Regions from separate parts of the Zea mays genome. Here region 2 is linked to region 1. The links are chromatin contacts, called in public Hi-C maps. All regions are on one chromosome and are shown on one strand. Each heading gives the region's core, a stretch centred on a gene start, on an enhancer-like site or on the middle of the called end of the contact. The rest is flanking DNA. Distances are from core to core; before and after follow the strand shown. Region 1 holds the start of LOC541802 (cellulose synthase-1). Region 2 holds the start of LOC100170249.

Evidence for each region. A called contact is a pair of places that touch in the nucleus more often than the background predicts.
Region 2: a Hi-C map of endosperm shows a contact between it and region 1, with 3 times the contacts expected there. The contact joins the promoter of LOC100170249 here to the promoter of LOC541802 in region 1. A contact is called at or near these places in 4 of 25 Hi-C or Micro-C datasets (bundle sheath, ear, endosperm and 1 more).

The regions. Positions count from the first base shown.
Region 1 is chr8:81,885,376-81,887,887 of Zm-B73-REFERENCE-NAM-5.0, forward strand. It overlaps LOC541802 (cellulose synthase-1), which reads left to right and starts at 1,254. Exons shown (of 14, transcript NM_001111484.1): 1 at 1,254-1,522; 2 at 1,840-2,035; 3 at 2,265-2,449. The coding sequence starts at 1,436.
Region 2 is chr8:82,051,140-82,053,651 of Zm-B73-REFERENCE-NAM-5.0, forward strand. It overlaps LOC100170249, which reads right to left and starts at 1,260. Exons shown (of 3, transcript NM_001130130.1): 1 at 665-1,260. The coding sequence starts at 1,252.

The sequences.
Region 1 (2,512 bases), core at 4-2,503:
AACCAAAAGGGTAAGCTGATAGGAAGAGGTGTGCATATTATTTTCCAACACTTTCTTGGTCTCAGGCGTAGAATTGGAGTGAGCAACAATTATTTTATTTTAATTATGCTAGCTAGCATTCGAACTCGAGATCTGTGACTCAGCTCATATCTTGTTTGGCACTGCTCTAGGTTCTAGCTTCGGCGTGAATCTGTGGTGTATAATATAAATTTAAACAGTTTCAAAATATTTTTGATCTAAATGAGAAACAAAATGATTTATCTAAATGCCTTCTAAAAGTCTGCAACTTCAGTTTTACGATTTTTCGAAGCACCTAATGTCCTGCTTTATCAACTTCACCAAGTTTTTTGAAGCTGAAATGGTCCAAACAAGATCTAAGTTAGGCCCCGTTTGATAGGGCTCTTTCTATGTCAGCTTCAGCCCTGGCTCTAGCAACTCTAAGAAAACAACCCCTCCTTAGTTTTAGGAATAACTCTAGAAAGAGCACCCTGTTTGGTTGGTAATATAGCTCCTCCTGCAGCTTCTCTTAAGATGTAGCGTTGATGAAGAGAAAAACATGGGAGATGAGTCGATAGAAGCTCCTTTTCTAGCTCTTGACTTCTGCTGTTTTTTTAGAGCTCCTCCCTCTTTTATAGCAAAAGCTTATCAAAGAGCCCCTTTGATAGATTTTTTTTAAAAAGTCGTTGAAGGAGTTTTTTAAGGAGCCCGGGACTTAGATGCACCAAACAGTTTAAACCAAAAGTTTAAAGCAAGGAGAAATATGCATGTACTACTAATCACAAGCCCATGATCAGGTCGATGCCAACTCACACGGAACAGACATGGTGCAATTGCATTTTCAGTCCCTTTTGTCACCACTACTAATTAAAAGGAAAAAAACAAATAATCAGCGGCACTGCGGCAGGTAGAAGGCCAATTCGGTCCGCCGACGAGGCACCGACAGATCGACCTGCTGCAGCCGGTCGCCCGGGCCCCGCTCTCAGCGTGCGCGGCGGGGGACAGCCTGGGCACAGCGACGCGACGTCGACGTGCACACTCCCGCCCTTCCGCATCCGACGGCGCTTGGTCTCTCCATCGGTCGCGCCAACGGCCGAGATCGCCCGTACTCCTCCCCGCCGTTACGTGCAGCAGCTCCACAGTGACCGGCGCTAGCCCGGGGGGACTCCCACCAACTCAACTAAACGAAACCGAGTGAGAGCGGGGGCGTATTATGTAGGAGTAATTGAAGGGGAAGGAAGGTGTGAAGCGGAAGCAGCAGCAGAAGCACTGCGCGGCATTGCAGCGATCGAGCGGGAGGAATTTGGGGCATGGTGGTCGCCAACGCCGCTCGGATCTAGAGGCCCGCACGGGCCGATTGGTCTCCGCCCGCCTCGTCGGTGTTGGTGTCGTTGGCGTGTGGAGCCGTCTCGGTGGGAGCAGCGGGGAGGGAGCGGAGATGGCGGCCAACAAGGGGATGGTGGCGGGCTCGCACAACCGCAACGAGTTCGTCATGATCCGCCACGACGGCGATGCGCCGGGCTCGGTACGTCCAGCCAACCCAGTGCCGTCCTCGCTGCCTGCTTCAGATTCAGTTCCTAGCGGCTCATGTCGTGCGCGCGTCTGTCGCTGGATCTGGGCTGAGGTCTTAGTTCATTGAATTAGTTCATCTTATGTAAATTCAAAATTACCTTCCTGACATTTTGATCTTAGCCTCGACTTCAAGACTAATAGACACTTGATCGCAGGTTGATTTTTACAGTCTGTTGCTCACCAGTAAAGTGCATGAGTCACTGATGTGTTCTCTAATGCTGTAATTCTGATTGCATGTGTGCTGACTTTGTCGTTATCTCGCTAATGCAGGCTAAGCCCACAAAGAGTGCGAATGGGCAGGTCTGCCAGATTTGTGGTGACTCTGTGGGTGTTTCAGCCACTGGTGATGTCTTTGTTGCCTGCAATGAGTGTGCCTTCCCTGTCTGCCGCCCATGCTATGAGTATGAGCGCAAGGAGGGGAACCAATGCTGCCCCCAGTGCAAGACTAGATACAAGAGACAGAAAGGTTGGTTTCCTGGCAACTCCTTTGAGTGTGTGTGTAACTTGTATGATGCTAGCATGACGGAGTTCACATCACATGCTTACTTTACGTGAATAAAAGGTTCCAGGCTTGCAGCATAGTGGATATGCCTTATGATAATGACATTCGACAGCCTAGATTAAGCCATCTGCTTCATTTTATTCTCTACAACAGTAATTAACGAATTCTTCTTACTTCGTCTTATGAAATTCAGGTAGCCCTCGAGTTCATGGTGATGAGGATGAGGAAGATGTTGATGACCTAGACAATGAATTCAACTACAAGCAAGGCAATGGGAAAGGCCCAGAGTGGCAACTGCAAGGAGATGATGCTGATCTGTCTTCATCTGCTCGCCATGAGCCACATCATCGGATTCCACGCCTGACAAGCGGTCAACAGGTATAATACATGTCATTCATGTTCATTTGTTGATTTGAGTGATACTGTGGTGCATTGTTCGCT
Region 2 (2,512 bases), core at 10-2,509, 170 kb after region 1:
AACCCTTCGCACCTCAGTCGTTGATTCTTAGATAAAGGGCTCAGATTTAATATGTGCATGTGCACCAAATGGATCATGTGCATTCGATACGTTACCATAACAAAAAGGTAGACTTTCTTGATAGTTTCAGGTCATGAAAAATTCTATTTATGCTGGCTTAGTAATTACAATCCAGTGATTAGAAGCATCTCAGGTATCATAGAAATTTTATTGTAATAGCAGCATGGCACTTTGTTAGACTTCTTTGTACTTTTGCTTGTAATCTGGCAACCCCAACATGGATTGTGTAACAAACTTATTGCTTTCTTAGAAAACTGAGGGAACTTAAAAAAACCAGAGACTCAGTGTAGATGAGGCTTAAGATCCAAATATTGGGAAAAGCATGCGAGTTCGTTATTCTCTGGGTGACAACTTGAGCATATTGCCATATGTATGTGCCCCAATTATAGAAAACTCAAAACATTTGTACCATTGCTAACGAGGAAATATTGCTACAAATTAACACTGGATGTAACCACCAACTAATTGTTCAGTTTATTTGCAAAAAGGTAGTTATAAATTCTAAAAAATAAATGCATAGCCAAGGGTTGATTTCCACATTATGTTGAACATGTGCCTAACGTAAACACATTGCAAAAATAACAGATGTGGATGAGCTATTTACCTCGATTGCCTTGCTTGGGGCTACCCGGATGACATTAACAACGTTACCACGGAACAACCCAGTCCATCCCTCATGCTTCATGATAGACTGGAACACCTCCGTCGTCGAATTCCCATTACTTCCCACCATCAAATGCGTCCTGATCGTCTCCAAAGGTGCAACAGCAGTTCTTGACACTGCGCCTGCGATTGCTCCACTGATCAGTCTCTTGAGGTGATGATTCCCAACCTTAATCTTGAGCTTCACGACTTTCTTCTTCCCCTTGTCCCTCAACCCCCCCACACCTTCCCCCGGCAGAGGTGTCTCAACAACCTCCGGCGAGACGTACTTCATGTATGGGTCCCGTGGCGTCTCCGGCGACTGGGACGAAGGCCCTGGGAACCCAACCCCAACCTGCTGGCCCACGCTGGCGAAGAGGCCGGCCGGCGGGTGGAAGGACTGGTGGAGGTTCCACGAGAGGTTGAATCCACCATCGCCATCCACAGCGGATGGTGCTGCCGGTGGCAGGGCCAGGAAGCAGCAGGTCCAATCCGTCGCCAGTTTGGCCTCAGCGCATTGCAACCGCGCGCCGTCGCTCTTCCTGCCCATCGGCTCGGACTGTTTTCCTGAATCAACAGGACGGCGCTCTCTGCCCCTCCACACTCCAAGAAGGCTGACAAACAACTAGTGCTGCAAAAGGCGAGGTGACGGCAAAGGATTCAAAAGGTGTGGCGTGGAAACGAAGCGGAAACAGGCATCTTGGGGCACAAAAAGGTGTTTCCGTTCGAATCCACTCTCCACTAGGAGCGCGGAATGGGACTGATTTTAGGTTGAGACCCCACGCCCAACGAACAGGGAGGAATGGCGATACAAATGGTAAAGAATCAATCTGCAACCAGAAAATGGGGAAACGAATTAAAGTCGAGGCCTTATTTTTCTCCGGCGTGATTAGAAATTTGGGTCGCGGATTATTATCCTACAAGGGTACGTTCCATTGCGAAGGGATAGATCGGACAGAATTAAATATCTTTCTAGTTAAGATTAAATAAAAACGTTATTTAATTTTCCTTAACCTCTTCCTTCAATGCAGTCGCAATTCAAACAAGATCTAAATATTGATTTAGTGACAAAAGAATTGAAAGGGATCTAAAAAAATCCCTTGCTATTTAAATCAATAGATCATCTTCAATTTCTTTATCACTAAACCAGCGTTAGGAATTTCCGGCGGCTTTTCTTCCTCGTTTACCTAGACTATGATTCTTCGCGGCTGCCGCATAGCCATCGCGTGAGGAGTCCGGGAACGACAACTCAGGTACAAAGTCAAAATCAGCCGCACTCGTGGTCTTCACATACAGTCAAAATGAGGAGGTGATTGGAACCCACCTCGCCGCACCCCAACGGACGCAGCTAGAAATGGCAATGGGTACCCGCTACCCGAAACCCGATGAGTTTTTGCTCTATTAGGGTTTGGGTCAATTTCTGTATCCATAGGTTTGTTAATGGGTTTAAATGGAAACCCAACGAGTACGTGGGTATGTGTTTGTTCTTCCACTACCCATACCCGCAAACACATGGGTTTTTTAAACCCGCCTTAAAATCAACATTTCTTATAAATATGTCTCATAATATTATTAATTGAATATGTTCTAATTGAAATAAATTTGATGTAACAAATTTTAAGTTAAAATTAGTTATCACTTATTCGTTTTATGCTAGCTTATTAATGTATTGATTGTCATTTACATGATGAATTATTTTTTATGTTGATGTTAGTGGGTATGGGAAACCCGTTGGGTACCCGAAACCCGCATGGTATGGGTTTGGGTAAAATTTTATACCCGTCATGGGTATGTGTTTTTTAGCGAGCGT